2 separate regions of the Zea mays genome follow, and region 2 is linked to region 1. A link is a contact called in public Hi-C data. All regions are on one chromosome and are shown on one strand. Each heading gives the region's core, a stretch centred on a gene start, on an enhancer-like site or on the middle of the called end of the contact. The rest is flanking DNA. Distances are from core to core; before and after follow the strand shown.

Region 1 (3,760 bases), core at 133-2,632:
GCATAACTTATCTCTTCATGTGCATTTTACCTGTGTGCTGGAGACATAAATTGTGCTGCAGTATCGTGCGATGGATATTTTTACATTTTGCCTACCTTGCTGGAAGTATGGATATTTTCACATTTTACCTGTCTTGTTAGAGGTAGGCTAAACAATGTTTAAATACACTAGAGCTAATAGTTAATGACTAAAATTAATTAAAGACATTCAAACAATCTAACTAATAATTCAACTATTAGCTATTTTTAGTAAATTAGTTAATTGTAGCTAGCTAATTCTATTAGCAATTTTTTTTAGCTAATTAACTATTAGTCTAGTACGTTCAAACACCCCCTAAATGTTTTAGTTTTTGCTCATAATTAGCAAAATATATTTCATATGCTGCAAGCATGCTTATAAGTCATTTTTAACTTTTTTAGAGAGCCAAAACACCTTAACTTTAAATAAAACTACGGAAACATCACGATGATTTATATTATCGAATAGACATGCTATAAAACATAATCAATAAAAAAATATAACTGTACTTATTTTAATTTATTAATGTTATTGTACAAATTTAGTTGAACTTAAGATACTTTCATTCCAATAAGGTTTAAATGACTTATAATTTAGACCGAAAAGAGCATATTGTTACTAAATACAGTTATCCTGATTTATATGAGTACAAGTTGTGAGTTTGAATCACACACAAGATATGTAAAAAAAATGGACACCTCAGAAATAAAAGTCAGGTTAATAAAATTATTCACTCTCTATCATTATTATTGGTAGATAAATACATAGATGTAGAGTAGAACACCCTTTTTGTTTTAAAATTTTATCTATATATAGATAGATAGTTAGATAGATAAAAGTAGTCTATATAGTAGAATAGATAAATAGATAATTTATTTATACCGAAAAGAGTATATTGTTACTAAATACAATTATTTTAATTTATATGAGTACAAGTTGTGAGTTTGAATCACACATAAGATATGTAAAAAAATAGACACTTCAGAAATAAAAGTCAGGTTAATATAATTCTTCACTCTCTATCATTGTTATTGGTAGATAAATACATAGATATAGAGTAGAACACCTTTTTTGTTTTTAAAATTTTATCTATATATATAGATAGATAGTTAGATAGATAAAGGTAGTCCATATAGTAGAATAGATAAATAGATAATTTATATATATCTTATATATATAATAAGAAGATATATAGAGATAGAGATAGAAAGATACCTATACCTCTTTTTTAAGGTAAAACGTACAAGAAAATTCCATGTGGCAGTAGGGGCCACATGTCATCGTGAATACTGGCCGGCAGGCCTCATGTCTCACATGAGAGGCCACAAACCTCACTCCGCCTGTGTTATCATTTGCACCTTCTCTTCCTTCCTCTTCCTCTGCAAGAAGCCAAATACAATTTAGAAGCGCCCTTCCTCCTCTCCCCCATCCGTACCCAATCTAATCGACACCCGGCCGAGATGGGCCGCAAGTTCTTCGTTGGTGGCAACTGGAAATGCGTAATTTCTCTTCCCCCGTCGAACTGCCTATTTTTCTTTCGTGGATGGGATGTGGACCTTTGGTAGTATATCTGATCCCGTTTACGGTTAAGCTAGGCAGTGTTTTGTTTTTGTTTTTGTTTTTGTTTGGGGAGGGGGTTTGGATTCGATTGCTCTGGATTCAGTTCACCGTAATAATTGGGTTTTTTGCTCTTGGTTGGGAAGCCCGGATATGATGCCTCCAGGTTAAGGTCCGGCCACGAATAGAATCGATCTGGTCGTTCTCGTACAAAACGGAATCTAAGGTGATGTTGATGGTTTTTGTATGTTGTGACCTAGCTGGAAGAGCCCGCGTTCTTCTTCCAATGCGCCTGTGCTTCCCAGGCTCCAGCGCAGAGCAAATCGTAAAAGCCCTTCATAAGTTTCGTGATGCATGTTGTCTGTAGGAGCAGAGGAGTTCGATATCCAACTTTTGGAGACCCATTCTCGTTTGCTGCACGAATTAACCTTACGTTTCTTGTCATGGAGCTCGGGGCTTGCTCAATCTGAGCATAGGTTGGAGCTCCTCGCGAATTGAGTACTCATTGGCAGTGTAAGAGCTTGCTCAATCTGATAGTAGGTTGGAGCTCCTTTTGTGAATCGAATACACACTGGCAGTGAAAGAGCCTGTTGCTTTGCCAAATTTCTCATACAAGTGACATGTATATATATTGAATTGCTTGATAACTGATCATGTCATGGTTGATATTGATGCGTGCAGAATGGAACCACAGATCAGGTTGAGAAGATTGTCAAAACCCTGAATGAAGGAAATGTTCCCTCTTCAGATGTTGTTGGTATGGACAACCAAAATTTACATAATATGTTTTAGGACTGACCTTGAACATTGCATACATTTGTGTAGTCCTGAGAAATTTACCAATTGTATGATGTGCTTAATGAGTTGTAACTGTTTGCATTGCAGAGGTCGTTGTCAGTCCTCCTTATGTGTTCCTCCCGGTGGTCAAGAGCCAGCTGCGCCAAGAGTTCCAAGTTGCTGCTCAGAACTGCTGGGTGAAGAAGGGAGGTGCATTCACCGGTGAAATTAGGTTAGTCTTTAATTCTATCCTGGCTGACTACGACATATGTCATAATGACCAATCTGTGGAAGGATTATTGTCAAAACTTTGAAGCAAATACATAGTCTTGTACTAGAATAATTGCTTATATTTCTTGACCATTATGCACGGAGTCCTTTGAGGTCACCTTTCATGTTTTCATTCAATTTTAACTATTATCATCTGATTACTATGCTATGTTAAGCATTCTGCATATATGTAACATAATTCAGCAGTTTGTGTATTGCGCTTGTTTCCCCATTGAATTTCACTATTAGTTGATTACGAAGTCATTATTGATGCAGTGCTGAGATGCTCGTCAACCTTGGCGTTCCCTGGGTCATTCTTGGACACTCTGAAAGGAGAGCTCTGCTGGGAGAATCAAATGAGGTATGATCCATGTCACAACTTATGCAACATGTCTTTTGTGTTATTTTCATTGCGCTTGTAATGTGTGCATATTTTTATCTGGGACTATGTTGTATCTACTTTAATTCTCCCCTGAGACACCAACCAATTATTTAGCTGTTCCCTGTCTTCGGCATAGCCACTGCCATTCAATGAATGTTCACATCTAATGGTTTTACTCTTCTGCTTGGATGCCAGTTTGTTGGAGACAAGGTTGCTTTTGCTCTGTCTCAGGGACTAAAGGTCATTGCATGTGTTGGTGAGACCCTTGAGGAGAGGGAGGCTGGTTCAACCATGGATGTTGTTGCTGCACAAACAAAAGCAATTGCTGGTACTTTTCCTTTACATTCCCTCCAGTGACATGACATGTGTAGTCTCTTTCTAGCCCTTCATGGTTAGTTTTTTAATGGTAATGAAGAGTTGCTGCCTTGTTGGTTCATTATATAAATGTAGCTATACATCTTTTGGTTGAGATTGTTCGTCTGGCATTTATTCAGTCGTTGGCTGCTGCCTCTCAGGTGTCACAGTAGAGTTACTGTAGTCATAAGCTAGCTGCAGCTAGCCACAGCAGCTGAAACCCAAACTGAACAGGCCCTTTGCTTCTGGTGATCAGTTCTGTTAGATAATCTACATATCCGGAGTTCGGACATTACTGTTTTTCTGTAACAGCTTTAGTTTAGGAATCAACTTATGTGTGTTTCTGTCGCTGCGAAAGGGCCTTTAGCGTAATGGTTAAAGCTTCCAAGTAGCACCTCCAGG
Region 2 (3,828 bases), core at 1,314-3,813, 220 kb before region 1:
TTGTAGTATCCTTACTTAAGCTTTAAAGCAGTAATCATTCTAATAGGGTAGATTCAGACTTCATGAGCTAAGCAAAAAAAAAAAACATTGAACCAAGTTTGCAGTTTTACTGTGACCGAGCAAACTGAAGTGCACTACCAAAGTACCACTAAACGAAAATGTGCGAGGAAAAAGAAGCAGCTGACCTCCATGATGGCGGCTGTTGTAGACGGAGAAGACGACCCAGTTGTAGACGGAGAGGTAGAGCCGCCGAGCCGGCGGCCGACATCGCCGGAGCCGCGGTGAGCAAGGAAGACGCCGCGAAAGGACTGGATGGACTTGGCTATAGTACTATTCTGAGTTTCTCCTGAGCTGGCTAGGGATCCAGTAAAAGCAGAGAGGCCACACGCATCACGTCAGACAGATGGCATGAAGTGTGCTAGCTTCGGCGTCTCGCCGTCTCGCCGGTGGGCTGCACGGATCGGAGTCCGATTCGATTTGGCAGCGGCGGGCCAACCACTGGCAGGGTTGTGAATTTGGAATTGAATGGGTTCGGATCGGGGCGGATGAAGGACAGGTGAGCCGGTGGGCAGCGGGAGTTATTGCCACTGTTGCAGCAGCCTCCAGCTGCGCAACTGCCTTCCCGCCGCCCGCGCCAATTCCATCCGTGTGTGCTTAGCAGAATGAACATGCCCTTTCTATTTTCTTCCTCTCTTTTTCAGCTCTCCGAGAAAAGCTGCAATTTCTTCTATCCGTCGGCAGCCCTCCTCAATCTCTACAACTCGGTCACGGTAACCCTGTGATCACGACAGTAATAGCTGTTTTTTTTCCAGCTGAATTCTGAGAGAAAAGCGAAGATGGTACAGATGCAGATGTCAAAAGAATTTCGTAAAGCCTCCATACTGTTGCAACGGTGAACGAGAACATGTCCTGAGTTATCTGAGAACGTGATTAAGGCATTAAGCTGGTGTAAGATATTTGAGGCCAATTACAGGTGTCTAGCACCCAAGATTTTCAAGACAGCTCCAACCCTGTACAGTGAGATTAGAAGCAAGAAAATTACACAGTTTTTTTATTCACTTGTCACATGACCAGTACAGAGACTGCAAATTAGATTTACCAAAAAAAAACATAGCAGGTAATAGGTATCACTGGGCTTGTTTCTTTTCGCTTGAAACACCCTCCATTAGTGACTTGTCTCTACACTACTTATCCAATATGAGTAGGCATGAAGCTACAAAAACATGCTTGTCAAATAAGCCAATGCATTAAAAAGGACACAGTATTATACTGTAAACATTTTCCATGAATTGTAAGCAGGTCTGCAGATGTGAAGTAGAGATACTTCGAGAGCCAATTTACAAGCCTAATGACCATGATATGATATGGGAATAATAAATGCCTACCTTCCATCTGGTTGTTGGAGCCTTTTTTTTGAAAGAGAATAGAGAAGTGTCTTGCAGTCAATATTTGGTAGATCGTAGCCAATAATCTTGATTCTTGAGGATAGCAAGGGCAGAATAAGTGCTTTGCAATTGCAAGATGACTAACGTTGAGGCAAAAGGATCCTGAAACAGAGCATATCCCAAACTGCCTAGACAGAGGTGATCAAAATTTAGACTATGAGATCTGCATTAAAGGGGCACTTGGGTGCACCGTCAACATCACATGGGTTTTGGGCTCCCTTTTTTTTTCCTAACGACAGAAATGTACTAGTGCCTACATCTTATATGGAACAAAACCACAGTGAACATAATCGTGACACATACTGACATACAGTACAGTATATGCCAAGAAGAGTTACACCCCCAAGTCGGTCGCCTCTACCCCTTAACTACACTAATTAATTTAACCGGTCAGATGATAACATCACTCGTAGAAACATTGAGAAGTCCGCTACCGCTATCCAATTCAGCCATCTCTGTAATTGCAACCTCCTGCATTTATCACTATGAAATGTGTTATTCGCTTTGGATTAAAGATAACTATTTGGACTGCTACAACTTTTGTAATTTATAGAGATAAAAACACTATAACAGCAATAGAATCCATTACGACTTAAATCCAAGCGAACCAGTGATCTTCTTGACGGTTTTAGTTGCCATGAGCTTTGGATGCTCCTCTTCTTCGTTCTTGTCTCGTGTACTCCAATGCCAACCAGCCTATCATCTAAAGGCTACTGCTAGCATTAAGTACAAATCGCTACTTCTCCAAAGAAAAATGTGTGTTTTAGGATAAGAATGTTACTACAATTCTACCTGATGCTGGTGCCGCTGCTGTGGTCGACGAAGCGGCACGGCAAGAGCGTGTCCGTCCGTGGGCCCTGCCCCGGGATGATCGTCGGGTCAGCCGCCGAGCTGAACGGAGGTCGCTCACCGTTGGGGGGCCGTTGGGCCGCCCGCGCTACTCCCCAACCAACTGCGGCCAGATCACGCTGCGCAGCGCAGGCCCTCTTTACTCAGCTGTCCATGCTGCTGCTGCTCAGAGTGTGGGGCGCCGTGGACACGGTCCACATCAAGATGCTGAGCCACATAACTCCGGTGGGTGTGGGTCCAACGCCCCCCACCTGCACGCTGCCCTCCCCCGCCCCGCCGCGGGATCAAATACGCCGCCTCCGCCCGTCCACTCCCTCGCCGCCCCCGTCTCCTCTCCTCTCCTCTCCTCTCCCCCGCATCCACGGCCGCAGGCAGCAGGCAGCCACTCGACGATCTAGTCGTCTCTCTCCCCGCTCTGCCGCCTCGCTGCCGCGGCTTCCCGTCGGCGGGAGGATGAAGGTCACGGTCGTGTCCCGGAGCGGCCGGGAGGTCGTCAAGGGCGGCATCGACCTCAAGGACTCGGTACGTTGTGCTCCCTCCCGCCCGCTCGCCAGCCCGCCGCCTCTTGATTCGCTCCGGGGGGCTGGGTTTATTGCCGTCGGGGGAGGCTCGGTTCTCCTCTGGGGTTCGAGATCTCTCGTAGAGGTTTCACCTTGGATTCATATTCATTCGTGGGTTCCTTTTTACAGGCCAAGGTCGCGGACCTGCAGGAGGCCATCCATGCCAGGAGTAAGTGGACTCCCTCCCTGCTTGCTTACATTTCGGCACTTGCTTCTACTACCCAGCAGTTTCCGTATTCCATTCATCCATGCCTTGCAGCAACCAACCAACAAAGAAACACGCGTGTGTTCTGGAGTTAAGGACCGAACACGGGGGGTGTTTACAGCGTGCGGTGTGCGAGAGTCATTCAGCAAGCGGGAATCTGTGGGCCGCTTTTATCTTTCATTTGCACCAGTAAACGACCTTTGCAAACATTTCGGCGCTGCTTTGCTAACGCCTAACAGAGCTGTTTGATTGCCTCTTTTCTATACGTCTTGTCCTGAGAATTGTAGCTGCAAACTTTGCTAGCAAATCCTGAACTTTAGTGCTTGCGTGGCCAGTATGAAACTGCAGTGCAGCCCATGCTTGTGTGATGTCGCAGGTTTATCTTGCTCTCCTGAATTCCATGTATGTGCTAAAAGGCCACGACTAGTGCCTTTGGGTGTGGTATGCAATTTGTGTGTTTTTTATCCTCTAGGCTGCAGCAGTATCTAGTGTTTGCAATTCGGTCCATATGACCACATGTCAATGACTCTAGTCAACCTGGGTTCGTTTTGATTGCTTGCCCTCCTTGTTTGCCCTGTTTGGCAGGGATTTATTTTGGGGTTTCAGTGCTGCAGGTCGTTAGGATCTGTTTAGGTAGGAAGGAGTTGGCCATCAGCATCAACTCACACCCTTTGTGTTTTTTTATTTCCTTTTTGTCAAAATACATTTATCTGACATGATCTGTGAAAAAAATATATCAAGGGATAATTTATTTAGATGGGAACAGGAA

Evidence for each region. A called contact is a pair of places that touch in the nucleus more often than the background predicts.
Region 2: a contact with region 1 is called in a Hi-C map of leaf, with 6 times the contacts expected there. The contact joins the promoter of LOC100191179 here to the promoter of LOC100194114 in region 1. A contact is called at or near these places in 12 of 25 Hi-C or Micro-C datasets (bundle sheath, ear, endosperm and 5 more).

Annotation. Positions count from the first base shown.
Region 1 is chr8:14,819,484-14,823,243 of Zm-B73-REFERENCE-NAM-5.0, reverse strand. LOC100194114 reads left to right here and starts at 1,382. Exons shown (of 9, transcript NM_001139167.1): 1 at 1,382-1,517; 2 at 2,257-2,332; 3 at 2,461-2,584; 4 at 2,899-2,983; 5 at 3,200-3,332. The coding sequence starts at 1,479.
Region 2 is chr8:15,035,981-15,039,808 of Zm-B73-REFERENCE-NAM-5.0, reverse strand. LOC100191179 reads left to right here and starts at 2,563. Exons shown (of 4, transcript NM_001136614.1): 1 at 2,563-2,816; 2 at 2,984-3,023. The coding sequence starts at 2,748. LOC118473080 (a long non-coding RNA gene) reads right to left here and starts at 2,168. Exons shown (of 3, transcript XR_004851892.1): 1 at 1,386-2,168; 2 at 1,100-1,213; 3 at 928-1,010. LOC100383128 reads right to left here and starts at 359. Exons shown (of 17, transcript NM_001175794.1): 1 at 186-359.